Regions from separate parts of the Mus musculus genome. Here regions 2 and 3 are each linked to region 1. The links are chromatin contacts, called in public Hi-C and HiChIP or PLAC-seq maps. All regions are on one chromosome and are shown on one strand. Each heading gives the region's core, a stretch centred on a gene start, on an enhancer-like site or on the middle of the called end of the contact. The rest is flanking DNA. Distances are from core to core; before and after follow the strand shown.

The links. Hi-C and Micro-C count contacts between places; a contact is called where the count stands out from the background. HiChIP or PLAC-seq counts read pairs in DNA pulled down with a chosen protein or histone mark.
Region 2: an H3K27ac HiChIP or PLAC-seq map of embryonic stem cells shows a contact between it and region 1, with 5 read pairs. The contact joins two enhancer-like sites. A contact is called at or near these places in 2 of 115 datasets of contacts at active chromatin or transcription factors (both in embryonic stem cells) and 2 of 9 other capture datasets (adipose tissue and pancreatic islet).
Region 3: a contact with region 1 is called in a Hi-C map of uterus, with 2.8 times the contacts expected there. The contact joins two enhancer-like sites. A contact is called at or near these places in 3 of 39 promoter capture datasets (the 3T3-L1 cell line, the C10 cell line and trophoblast stem cells), 8 of 484 Hi-C or Micro-C datasets (B cells, the Ba/F3 cell line, cortical neurons and 5 more) and 8 of 115 datasets of contacts at active chromatin or transcription factors (embryonic stem cells, epiblast stem cells, extraembryonic endoderm stem cells and 1 more).

What each region holds. Positions count from the first base shown.
Region 1 is chr1:118,646,037-118,650,619 of GRCm38.p6, reverse strand. All of the region lies in intron 2 of Tfcp2l1 (transcription factor CP2-like 1), which reads right to left. Among named protein-coding and RNA genes, the nearest start is that of Tfcp2l1, 20 kb to the right of the region's middle. Within about 2 kb of position 2,424, at least 44 of the 459 cell types and tissues checked have an H3K27ac peak or open chromatin away from gene starts, as enhancers often do. A contact at or near this core is called in embryonic stem cells, trophoblast stem cells and uterus, where this site is marked.
Region 2 is chr1:118,536,756-118,541,338 of GRCm38.p6, reverse strand. Clasp1 (CLIP associating protein 1) reads right to left here. Exons shown (of 43, transcript NM_001359328.1): 26 at 1,970-2,073. Among named protein-coding and RNA genes, the nearest start is that of 2900060B14Rik, 80 kb to the right of the region's middle. Within about 2 kb of position 2,123, at least 15 of the 459 cell types and tissues checked have an H3K27ac peak or open chromatin away from gene starts, as enhancers often do. A contact at or near this core is called in embryonic stem cells, where this site is marked.
Region 3 is chr1:118,756,005-118,760,587 of GRCm38.p6, reverse strand. No RefSeq gene overlaps it. Among named protein-coding and RNA genes, the nearest start is that of Tfcp2l1, 130 kb to the right of the region's middle. Within about 2 kb of position 2,422, at least 24 of the 459 cell types and tissues checked have an H3K27ac peak or open chromatin away from gene starts, as enhancers often do. A contact at or near this core is called in trophoblast stem cells and uterus, where this site is marked.

The DNA of each region.
Region 1 (4,583 bases), core at 1,175-3,674:
CTAGAAAGAAATGGAACCATTTGGACCATGTGGCTGAGCAGCAATCACATGCAGAGCACTCTGCAAACCCTGGGGCCCTGAGAGTCAGTAGAAGGGTCCCAGCCAGCATGTGGACCACAGAGATTACTGACCGGACCCCAGACCGGATATGGCCGTACAGAGTCATTCACCCTTCTCTATTCACCACTGTGTGCATGTAGGTGGGCGTGTCTGTGTGCAGAAGCTCTGTTGTATGGGTGTGTCCAGGAGCGCAGTATATACACATAAATTTGGCAGCCAGAGGACAACCAACAGCTGCCCTTCCTCAAGCACTAGCCAACTGACCTGGGGCTGCCAAGTTTACTAGCCTGGCTGGCCAGAGAGCCCCAGTGATCTGTTTTTACCTCCCTCACCTTAGCTCTGTTTCTGAGCCCCTGAACCAAGAGTCTAGCACTCCTTAGGCCTGGACATTCTAAGGGCCTTCCACACCCTAACTGGTTCTTCCAGTATCCTTGCCTTTGCTGAAGAATATAGATGGTGTTGGCAGAGGCCCAAGTGGTCATTATGTGAGTGTACAGGCACTCCAGGGGGCCAATTAGCACTGGCCCCAGGTTCTACAAGCTGACCTCCACTCAGGCCAAGCAGAGGCAGCTCTTGCCAGATAAAGAATTGTTTCTAAGTCTGCCCCAAGAGACAGCACTGGCATCTCACACTTAACGCCTGGGTTGTGGGCCAGGATCACATGGTGAGCTTCTTCATCTGAATGGGAATCTAATCTATGGAACCTTCCTCTCAAACATACATGCCTAGGACGATCTCCAGCCACCCGGCCTCTCCCATGTCATCCTGTTCCTCTAGATCAGCTGCCCTGCCCATGTGTGCCTCAAGGCTTACACATACTAGGTCCAGACTGACCTCCCTAACCCTCACAGAATCTGCAAATTTCTGAGATTAAATGAGTTTGTTATCATGCCTGGTTTTCCACCATACTTTTTGAGATAAGAGTTCACCAGTCCAGCTAGACTGATAAGCCAGCAAACCCCAGGGACCTAGCAGTCTTTACCTTCTCTGTACTGGGAATACCAGAGCCAGTTCTTTTTTCTTTTAGATTTAATTTAAAATTTTCAAATCTATGGGTGCATGTGTGCATGCCTGCAGAGGCCAATAGAGGGTGTTAGGGCCACTGGAACTGGAGCTATAGGCTGTTGTGTGGCTCTTTTATGGGTGCTGGGTCCTCTGAAAGAGTATCAGTCAGCAAAAGAGGGACAGGATGAAGCAGAATTAATAATTCCTTAGTAGACTAGGAGATGGGAAGGCTAGGTCCACCCTGACAATGGACAGGGCATCTGAAACAGGCTGGCACATGCAGGTGGCATGGGAGAGAACTCTGAAGAATAGATAGAGTGTCTGTGGTCAAGGGAAGGAAGGAGTGACCATGACAGAAACTCCAAGCAAAGTGCAGCAAGGCCCGGGGATTTCCTCTGGAGAGCATTAACGAGCAGCTTCACTCATGGGAACACAGTGGTGCTGGAGACTACTGGGATATTGATTTGACAAGCAAGGTCTCTCAACTAGCCAACAGCAGAACTAGAAACCAGGAGCCCCACTGGATTAAGGTGGAGACTCACAGAGGTTCGTTCCCCAGACAAACTCAAACACACAAAGGGTGAAAGGGCCAGGCTGTTATGTGTGATTCTTTTTCACCTTTTCTATCTGGAAGGCTTGTACTTAAGGCTATCACAAGAATCTTACAACATGTCTGTATTAAGATCTTTTCAACTAAGCAATTATTTGATAATGGAGAGGAGAAAATCATTACTGGAAATGAGAATTTTTATTTCAGAGCTATGAAACAAAAGTGGGGTTGCTTTGTTTCTGACACAGGGTCCTCACCTGATAATGACCTGGAGAATGAATGATCCTCCTGCTCCAGCTCCAGGGCATTTGATTACAGGTCACAGACACCACCGCCCTCAGTTTAAGGGGTTATGGGATACTGAGGGCAAACCCCAGGCTTTGTTCAGGGTAGGTGAACACTCTACCAACCAACTTGGTAGCCACTCGAGGTCTCAGCCAATCAAGTCACTTTTTAAACCTGAACCAATACTTTAAAGCATGCATTACATCTTCACACCGTAAATCATAATCATATACCATAAAAAGACAGTGGGGAACCATTGTCTTTGTGGGGTCTCCCACCCAGGTTTGTCTCTTGCAACTCTGACACTCTAAGACTTGGAGGGGTGACTGCCTAGCAAGGAATCTGGTGCAGTCTGGGAGGTCCGAGGATCCCAGCCTGGCAGAAGGAAGTAGATAAGCAAAGGGCAGTCAGGTGACACCAGAAAACAGCCTCAAGGAAATTCCCTGGGAAGACTTGCCCGCCCAGCCCTCTACTTCAGATTGTTAAAGGCCTGCCAAAGGAAAGCCAGGAAAGAGCCCCAGGTCACTTTGTGATGTAAACTAGCCCTTGGCTGGTGACTCCCAGCCCAGCCCAGGGAGCCAAGGTGACCTGGGAGTGGCTAGAACAGAGTCAGGACTCACACCACTCTCTCAAACAAGGGTGGCTGAGCCCTGCTGACCCCTTCCTTCTTCAATCCCAGGGCTCTAAGTACTGTCCCGCCAAGGAGGCGTGGGGACTCTCTGGAAGAATTTAAGTTCAGCCTGACTCCATACCTCCATCCATGGGATGACTGGAAACATGCCTGCCCAAAGGGGCCTAAACCACCAGAAGGAGAAAACAAATGTCTAGGTTCTATTGGCTTTGCCTGCTATCTTACAGTGGCAGAAGGGGTAGTGAAACACACACACACACCTCATTTTTCTTCTTTTCCTTAAAGTAACCCACACTATTGGTTGTGGCAGTATCAAAGTTCCTGTGAAGGCTCAGGTAGAAACTACAATCAGTAACAAGTCCCAGTGGCAAGGACCCTGCCATTAGAATATGGAAGCATCTCAGTACCACGCAAGCAGGAAAGAGCACAGCTGAGTTTCAACAAAACATTTTACTGGTTCCTGGTGGCAGTCAGAGGGTAACCTGTGGGACAGGGTTCTCTCCCTATACCATGTATGTTCTGGGATTGAACTCAGGCATGATGAAAAGCATGTAAGGGGAGGTTCTGTTGCTAGGGTCTAGCTCTCCAATTGATTCTTGACTTGTCAATAAAGAAGAGGGTGGGCAATTGCTGGACAGAAGGTACAGTTGGAACTTCCAGGTCCCCAGAGAAAAAGGAAAGGCAGGGAAAGGGGTGGTGGGCTTTTCTGACATGCTTTGACTGAGAAGAAAGCAGTAGTCATGTAAGGTCTCAGGGCAGCTTGGGCGTGTGGCCTCCGCTATGGGCAGGAGCCAAGGAATTTTCAGGCAGGAGGTATCTGTGCCCAGCACTTGTGCCTTTAGAGGCATATTCTAAAGGTAACAGAGCTGTGTGTGTGTGTGTGTGTGTGTGTGTGTGTGTGTGTGTGTGTGTGTGTGTGTGTGTGTGTTTTATCCACGGATGCAAGGGTCTCAGGAGTGGGCCGGTAACACAACTCCTCCAGTGGGAAAGAGAAACCAGGTCAGTGTTAGCAGCTGGATCCCAGAGCTAAGCCAGGAGAAACAAGAAGGAGCCAAGAGGGGCTGGTAGCAGGGTCGCAGCTCTGGGGCAAAGGCTGTAGTGTGTTTTTAAAACTGCACAACACAAGCGCCTATATCTTTTGAACTACCCTGCTGGCCCAAAATATGAATTTTCATATAATCTTTGATATTTTGCCAGTATCCCTGAAGGTCCTTCCTACATCAATGGTAAAGCCACAGGTCCCAGGAAAAACACCTACCTGTTCCCCCGAAGAGCTTTCCCAAGTTTCTTGCTCATAGTCGATTCCACCATAGCCCCCTAAGGAGCCGGCAAACTGAGAAGAGCATGAATCTTCCTTATTCCCCCGGAAATGATTTAAAAATGGTGAGTAAAAATAAGAGTCTGACTCACATCAGCTTAGCAATAAGTGAACAAACTCAGCAGACTGCTAATACCCCACACGACACGGGTAGGAGGAACAGTCATTATCTTACTGGGCATGCATCCTCTCTGACATTTTGACACCCCTCAGTGTGATGGTGAATACTGAATGTCAACTTGACAGATCTAGAACCACCCAGGAGACGAAGTCTGAGACACCAGAGTACCTTCTAGGTTAGTCTAACTGGGGTGGGAAGACCCATCCTTGTGGGTGTCATCCGACCATGGTCTGGGGTCTAAGAGTGAATGAAAAGGAGGAAGTGAGCTAGCTGAGCACCAGCATCATTTGTTTTCTAGGAGGATGTCCAGCTGCTTCACAGTTCTGCTGCCATACCTTCCCTGCCATGGTGAACTGTACCCACAAACTGTGACCAAAACAACTCATTCTTTCCAGACATTGCTTTTGAGTATTTTGTCACAGTAACAAGACAAGTAGCTAGTGGTCTTGATACCCAACCTCCAGGGTGCTAGCTCATAGGGTGAACAATGGTGCTTTAGAATATTTGTGCAAGGGGTTGGGTAAATGGCTCAGAGGGTAAAGTGCTTGTCTACATAAAAGCCACGTGAACTTGTGAGAGGTGGAGACTATGGAGTAAGCTAAGCTGGCTAGCC
Region 2 (4,583 bases), core at 874-3,373, 110 kb after region 1:
GCAGGTCACTCAGAGAGACCAGACACAGTGGACAAAGGAGCAAGGGCAAGGACAGGATGGGAGCTGGGGTCCAGAGAAGAACTCAAGTGAATCAGAAAGATTTGATTCTCTAGAGCGCCACTCTGCCTTGAAGAACTTTGCACATGGTCCCTTATGTGGGCTTTAAATAACTATAACTACATATGTGTGTGTGTGTGTGTGTGTGTGTGTGTGTGTGTGTGTGTGTGTGTGTGTACTCTAATTAGAAGTCCCTTTTAGCTGAGGGTTCAGCTCCACTGTTTCCTAGCCCCCTGACCACCACTTGCTAGGGCCTCTGAATAACTAAAAGGCACATTCAGGATGCTTTGACTTGAAAAAAAAAGCCTGATTCTGTCTCAGCTCTTGATTCAGGTTAAATCCATGGTTAGAACAGTACTACATACTTTGGTACCTGCCAGAAAAAAGTCCTTCTGCGCATAAGGCTGATGAGTAGGCTGGCCAGGCTGGCTGCTGAGCAGAGAGTCTGAGAGTGGCTAACGGCTTCCTCTCAGATGCACACTAAGGAAAGAACCTGACTGCGAGGAACAGACAAAGCTGAGATGCAAAGTGACAAGAGCAGGCAGCCAAGGGCAGTAAAGCACCGATCAGGTGGCACAGGCTAAATTCAAAACTTCAGACTGAAAAGGAGGGTAGTGTTGTTATGTTTGCTTGTTTCCTAACAAGAGAATACATCTTAGAGCAGCAGTGGGTAGGGCACCAAAGAGAACATTTTGAAGAGCATGTATTTCTAATGCACTCTTTCTACCAGCCAGGAGGCAAGTTCAGCAGAAGCTGACCCAACAGGAATATTTGCTGTGCCACAGACTGAAGGAGCCATGTGCACTTGATGTTTTTTCCCCCAAATATTATAATTAATATGCAAAATCCGCCCCCCCCCCATGCTTTACAACTTTAGAGATTAAATCTTAACATTTAGGAAAATTTTCTGTGTGTGTGTGTGTGTGTGTGTGTGAGAGAGAGAGAGAGAGAGAAAGAGGGAGAGAGAGAGAGAGTCAAACTGGGGTGCCATTCCTCAGATGCTGTTGACCTTGCTGCCAGCCATTCCATCTCCCTGGCACTGGGATGCCTGGGGTGTACTACCACACATGGTGCTTTATATACACAGGTTCTGGGCTTTAACCCAGGTCCTTGTGCTTCCACGACAAGTGTTTTATTAGCTAGCTCTCCAGTCTCAGCTATTTTTCTCAAATACTAAGTTGATCCATTTTGGGGGGTGTGGGTGACTCTCCTAAGTCAGATTCATATAACAGAATAAATGTAAGTTTCCGGTCTCAAAGCCTGTGAAGCAACAGAGGCAACGGGGTGGAAACCAGGAAACAGTGTGGGAAAAGAAGCTATGATATACAGAAAACAAAAGCCATAGCTAGATGACATGTGGGGAGCCCAATGCCATCAAGATTTCCTGAATACCCAGAAGCATGGGTCAGGTTCCTGACGCCGCTGTTTCCTGGAAGGCCAATTTGACTATGTGTCGTAAAAAGTGTGAGAGGAAAAAATAACAATAAACTTTACATAGCTTTTCTTTTTCTCCTGTGAATACATATGTGCTTTGTGAGCACGGCCTTGGCTGTCCTAACCTTACTCACTTGAGACAGGGTTTCTCATGAGATCCTACAGAGTACTAGTATGGAGTCTAGCTGGCCAGCTGGCTCAGAGGACCCCGTTTCTGCTCTCTGGGAATACAGGCAGGTCACCCCTGAACCTGGCATCTGAACTCACGCTTGCCTGTGCTTTGGTGGTTGAGCCATCATCCCAGCCCTACTCACACACTTTGGAAGAAGAGTACAGAAGACAACTTAGTCACCTTACTTGAGGGCACTTTGATGTTAAGACAGAATATACAGATGAGTAACTGTATCACCTCTCGGCCTTTTGGCTAAGATCAAGTGCAGATGAGTAACTGTGATTCCATCCTCCCTGTGCCCCTTACCAGAGCGTCAGCCACTGCTGCTTCCAGGTCAGTGCTGGTACTCAAGACTCTCATGGCGTTCACAGAACCAGGGATTCGTCCTGACTGGCCCAGCCCAAACCGATCTATTCAGAAAACAAAAGCAGAACCTGTTAGTCTACTTACATTTTCTCAGTCCTCTGGAGGAGTCCTGCCTCCTCCCACTAAAGACAGAGACACCAACATTCCCTAGCCAGTTTGAACTGCACGGGACTTGCCTGCCAGTGGTAGGGACTAAGGTACTCACATTTAACACTAATGGGTCACAACTTGGGCTTTTCCTTCTCTGGATTTTGATTTTTTAAGTGAAGCCTGTTCTAGACATTATGTTCCCGACAGGGCTTGAGACAGATGATAGAACTTATTATAGAAGCAAACGGGGCCTTTGGTTGAATCTTTTAATCTATTTAGCTTTTCTTCTAGAGGAAAGTAAGTGCCCCTGATGCTTGTCCAACATAAGCAAGTTTCATGGTTTGGGAAACAAGATTTCATACAAACTGATGGAAAAAGTAAAACTCTGAGATAAATTATTACACTGACCTTAATTTTCCTTAGTGTTATTAAGAGTTAATGTTAGTGTTTAAATTTACTAAAATTACCTAATAAACACCACAAAAAGCTAGTGACTTCTTTTTAGAACATTATCAGTATAAATTTTACCTGAGTCCCTTTAAGGATTTTTGAATGATAAATTTTATATAGAAAAGGCAGAAAGAATCAAAAAACTTAAGATAAGTTTTTACAATTTAAGCAATTATTTTAAAGTTCTTATTTAAAACCGTGTGTGTGTGTTCATGCTTGTGTGTCTGTGTGAGTGTATGTCACACATGTGCTCAAAGGCCAGAAAAGGGTGCCAGATGCCCTGGAGCTGGAGTGAAAGGCTGCCTAATACAGGTGCTGGCAGCTCAGAATGGGTCAGCGGTAAGCGCTCCTAACCACGGAGCCGCCTCTCCAGCCCCCAAGGCTGTTCTTCATCAGGGTAAACCAAGACTTTCTTGTTAAGGTCCCACTAAGCCAGCTGACCAGCTTTACCAAAGCTCCAGCAGGAGAAAGACTGTGGAGCTATGCATTCCAGGAAGGACTTAGCGGCCACTGAGGAAAGGTTTACTTATCAAAATTCTAATACTTAATTAAATGTTAAGATAAAAACTATGTCCTTCCTGAGTTAATAAGGAAAAACAAATCTCTGCCTTCGCCACACTTCAGCATTTAGAATACGCTGGGATGTAGCATTTTACAGGAATTGGTCCTTCTTCTTAAATTACATGTTAATTTATTGATTATTTTGTGGGGAGGGGATATGGTACTCAGATGGGAGTCAGAGGACAACTTGCAGGAGCCAGTTCTCACTGTGTGGGTCTCAGATATAGAATTCAGGTTGTCAGGCGCCTTTACCTGCTAAGCAGGCCCTATGAATTGACTTACTTATGAAATGATACATTTAAGCTTTTGGACAGAAAACAAGACATCATCAATAAAACTGATGAACATTAAATAAAGTATTGTTTAACTATTTTAAATTATCAAATTCAAAACAATTTACCCCTCTACCACCACAGGCAGGGAACATAATTTAAACACTGCTAGTCAAAAGACTCATACACAGTAACAAATTTTTTAATAAAGAAAAACAATTGTATGTCATACTATCCCCTTTTTTAATGCACTTGCTGACGATTGTAAACGTCATCTTATTCCATCAAGTTTTGGAGGTGAGCTACTATTGCTATACGAATTACAGAGCCCATGACGGTCAACTCACACCTACATGAACCTCCCTGGTTAGAGTGTGAAGCAGGGGCAGAATTAGCATTATGTGCATGCTGCCTTGTGAGTGATTTTGGCTCACTTTTTTTTTTTCCATTAAAAAAGGGTAGATAGCAGGGAATTTATGAGTAACGAAATGAGTAATTCAGTAAAAGCCATTTAAAAGTTACCCAGCGTAAACATAAAGTCTTAAAAACAAACAAAAATTAAAAACACGAAACAAAAAGAACACAAGTAGATTTCATGCCAGCAATTCTTATTACAGGGTAATATTGAATCTTTTCAGACAGAAAATTAAAACTTATAATAATAAAGCAAGTAGTCAGTGCTTCCCAGATGCACACAGCTTTGCCACACACAGCGACTGTCAGTCATCTGATAGAGTAGGGAATGTCAATGCCATCTACAGGGGACATGCTGGTTTCCACCTAAGCATGACAGGCTTTCTGTTTTCACCAGGCAAACCCCCTGTGCTCCAGACTCACTGTTCCAAGGGATGGGTGCAGAGGACTGTGCCCTCAGTCTGGTCCCCTAGTCCTTAGAGGACCACACTCAGTCAGAGCCTACATGGTGAAAACATGCAGCTGCCTTCATTTAGAACCAAAGGGCAAGAAACTCGCTTGATAAACAGGTAAGCCTTGGCACTATTAAGTGGGTTAGTAGAGCGTGCTGACTCTGTTGAGAAACTAGCCATTAGTGGCTGTTAGTGTATGAAAATGACGCCAATTAAGGTGGCATATGGATGCATCTTTAGACACTTACTCTCTGCACCTGTGGCCAGTGGGTTTGGTGTGTTAAATGAAGCTGAGACAGACAGTTTGGCGCTCAC
Region 3 (4,583 bases), core at 1,173-3,672, 110 kb before region 1:
GGTGTGGTCGTGGTGTTTCTTCACAGCACTAGGAAAGTTACTGATAAACTCTGAAAGCAGGAGGAGCGGGGTTCAGTCCCCGGCAACTGCATGAAAAGCTGGGTTTGGGGGTCTTGAGAGCAGTGATTAAAAGCTGGCTGCTCTTGCAAATAACCCAGTTCAGTTCCCAGCATAGGGGTATCAGGCAGCTCACAACTCCAGTTCCAGGAGATCTAGTGCCCTCTCTGGCTTCCACAGAAACATGTATGTATGTGGTATACACATAAGGTCATGAAACTACACACACACACACACACACACACACACACACACAATTAAATAGATATAACTTTTAAAGTGTTTTAAAGGCTTTACTTTTTAAAAAGTCAGATGTGGTGACATGCACATGCAATCTCATTGTCTGATGTGGCAGCCCACCTATCTATCCCACAGCTCAGAAGACGAAGACAAGATCCCCAGAGCAAGCTGGAGAGTTCGATGTGCTGAATTGGCAAACTCTGGGACCGTGAAGGACCCTGCCTCATATGTAAAGTGAAGAACCATCAAGGAAGATATCTAACCTCAACCTCTGCTTGCTACTGACACAGGCTGACAAGTACCTGCAAACACACGTACACAAGCAAACGTGGAACACAGACACACATACACACACACACATCATACACTCATAGAGAGATGCATAAGAAATCCACATCAACCGTAACACCACCATGTGTGTTGTCTTAACAGATGCTCTTGGTACTGTGTAGGAGAAGCAACTGTGGAAATTCCTACAGCTTTCCTTTTGTCCTCTTACACATAGAACTTGTCTTGCCAGCAGGTGGCAGTAGATGGCCAGAAATGAGGTAGGTGCAAGGAGATTTCAGTTTTGAGAGGTGAGTCTCCCAGGGTAACTGTTCACTTGGATCTCTGCAGCAGCCTGACGGTTTGATACTCTCGACTTTGTTACTCTTGTAACAAAGTAACAATATGCCGTTGGTGGGCACAGAGGCATCATCAGGGTTTGTCCTGTCTGACCTAGGAGTAGGGTTGATCACAAAATGAGACCTTAGGAGCAGATGTTTCCTGCTCATCTCTGTGGTTCCAGATCATCACTGGGAAAGGGAGGGTGCCTCGTGGGGCAGATGGCTTCCATGTGTTCACCACCTGGAAACAGGGGAAGCAGCTGTAGTATTAATGAGGTCTGGGGGTGGGGTGATGGACTCCCGAGGGAGTCAGCTTGGGGCTGGGTGGTGCAAACCTGTAGCCCTCAGCCTTCAGATCCATCCAATGAGATTTTAATGTTGTCAGTATTATTAATTACTATTGTGTACATGATGTGTGTGTGAGGAGGGTGGGGGTTGTATGCCGTGGTAGTAGGTGGGTATGCACATGTGTACAGACAGATCAGAGGACAGCTTGTGTAGCTTGCTCTCCCAAATCACTTTTACAGGCTGAGACATCTCTCTGGCGCTCTATCCAATATTTCTAAATTCCCTGAAAATTATACAGATTTATAATAGATTGCATTATGACATTCTCATACAAATATGGACTGAATTTCACATCAATTAAGAAAATCAAGAGACACGCCCCCCTCCCCAACGCTCCCACAGGCCAACCAGATCTACACAATCTCTCGCTGATATGTTCTTCCCAGGGGGACTCTAGGTTGTGCCAACTAAACTAAACCACCATACAGACAAACTTGTGGGCATTCCACAGAGAATATCCAGACCAGGTAAGAGGCAGGAGAATACTCTGCATGTCAGTGGTACTGTCAGGTGGACTGATGCGCCTGGTCAGGTGTACAGGAGGAAGTCAGCTTAGCATCATCTCCTTCTGCTTCCCGACGCTGGCTGCAGTGTGACCAGCCACTTCCTTTCCATGGCCGACTGCATCTGTGTACTGGGAGCCAGAAGAAACCTTTTATCCTTTAAGTTGCCTTTGTCAGGTTCCTGTCACAGAAACCAGTTCAGTGACCTTCAGGACCAACTTCCTGTTGCCACCCTCCCACCAGGAACTAGAGAACACTGGGACCTCATGCAACGTCTCCCAGAACCCCTGGCTCATGAGCAGCTGTGGACACTTCTGAAAGTTCCTATTCCCATTACAGGGGCTGGCTGGGAGTCTTTCTGGAAAGCTCCTGGAGAATCTTGATGTTGAGTAGATGTTCGGGTAAGCGCTCTCTGGGGAGAAGACAAAGGGAGAAAGGGATTCTCAGCCCAGGGAGACTGACATCCACACTATAAAACAGGGCGAGGAGAGAAGTCTCGGTGAGCCCAGAAGGCAAGAGGATTCACTGGCTGTATGTTGGCAGTCATTCTCCTGCTTCAGTCCTTGGTTCTTTTGGCTGTCACCTGCCACACTTCTCTATTACATCATCTCCTAGTCTGAGAGGAGACCCAGCAAGCCTTGCTCCAAGGACTCTGTGAATCACTGTGGTCAGCTCGATTGCCTGGGGCCTTTTGTTCCTCTCCTAAAGTTGATGCTTAGAGTCAGCAGAGCCACGGCCACTTCTCCATGTCCTAATAATCCTCAGACCTGTGACTTTACAGTAAAGTAATAATAGCTGCTGTCTCCAATCTGACATCATGGCAAAAGGACATTGGTAACAATGACAACATCACATGCAAAAACCATACAGTTGACTTAAAGACAAACAGCCAAGAGACAACTCAGTAGTGAGCCCTGTGAACTCTTGCCACAGTCTGAGTACAGCTCTCAGACTCAACAGAGACACTTCCTTGTATAGTAGATGATAGTTAACAGGCACCCACACTGGTTAAAGTGCAGAGACTAAGTGTTAGCGGAGTGCTCTACCACAAACAGGACTTCTCTGTCACAGCTCTATCCCCCAAGTTTCAGGGACCATCACTAAAGAAGGGACAGAAAGATTATTACATAGAGCCATTCCAGTAGGAATGGGGTGAAGTAGTGTCTTCTGGACACGACAGGACCACTACACTTAAGAACTCCCAGCAGCTGTGGCTACCTGTGTAAGACCTACCTAAGACCAAGCCAGTCAGCATTCCATCATGGACAGGGAGGGGCTCGGGAGCCCCAGGCCTTAGCTGAGGAGCAATTGACAGTTGATGGCTTTGAGAAGATAAAGACAGTTTGCTTTAAAGGTGTGGCCCCTGGAATGTTGACCATGCTCCAGTGAATTAGTCCACGGGGAGCACAAATTCAAGGAGGAAGAGGAAGAAGAGGAGGAGGAGGAGGAGGAGGAGGAGGAGGAGGAGGAGGAGGAGGAGTGATGGCTCAAAGCTGGAGGGGATGAGGGGGTGGATCTGGGAGGAGTTAGCTGAAGAAGGATGAATATGATCAAAATAAATTGTATGCATGTATGAAACCCTCAATAACAAAATATTACATTTTAGAAAACAAAAACCCTGTGATCTGAGTATAGAGTTCCCGTGGTAGAGTGCTGCCTAGCATGTATGTGGCCCTAGGTTCAATCCCAGCATTGTTTAAACCAAGTGTGATGCTGCACACCTGCAGTCCTAGTACACAGCAGGTGGGGGCAGGAGGGTTTCAAGGTCATCATCAAGTACACAGCAAGTTCAAGGTTAGCCTGGGCTCCGTGGGAACATACACACATATGCATCTTGTCGGAAAAGGAAGAGTTTGGCCAGGGACCCTAAACCAGGTGGATCAACTGCTCGTGGACAGGTTTGAGGGAAGGGACAAACCTGTCCCTTGCTTAGCTTGCATAAACGCGTGCACATCTCATCTCCTGATGCTGAGACCTGCCCTCTGAGCTCAGAGGTAGGACTGCTCTGTGGTCCCTGTTGGGCCTCAGATGGCAGAGGGGAACATTCCTACGAGCTTAAAAGGCTTGAGAACTGGGTTGCACCCAACTGTCCTGGGGCCCTCTGTTGGCCTTGTCCTAAAGGGAGGTTCCAGGCGAACAATTCAGGAATGAGGGGGGAATTCCCAAGTTTCCTCCTCCACAAGTACGGAAAGCCCGAGGGAGACGATTAGAGTAAGAAATGCAAGTGAGACCACACAAGCACCCAGGGCATCTGTCACAGTGGAGCAGGGCGTTCTGCTCTCTCTATGGGGCCAGGTTTTTATAACTGGGATAATAACTGGGGCTAGGATGAGGGTAGGGAGCACAGGCTAGGGTGCCCTTCCCCCACTTCAGTAGCAGCCAGCCAGCTTAGCCCCTGGATTTGAGGAAACCCTGGCCAGGGTTTGCTCTGGGGGAGACTACAGCTCTGAGGGAAGTGATTTGAAAATCAAATGGGCTTGCTGGAACATTCCATTCCTGAGCGGAGCAGTTTCCAGCACTTAAATGAGCTGTGCGAGCATAATGGCCTTGGGAGCCAGGTTATCTCGGGGCCTTTGCAGGGATCTGCCTAACATTCCCCTGGTACCCTAGGGAGATGACAGGGCCAGCAAGATGGCTCAGAAGGTAATGGCATTGTTGCCATGCCTAAGAACCTCAGTCCAATTCTTAGGTCCCAGAGAGGGTCAGTTCCCACAAGTTGTCCTCTGACATCCACATGCACACCAAAGCAAGACTGAGACCACACAGCACACACACACACACTATCACATCCACCATACATATATACACACACCATATACATATACAC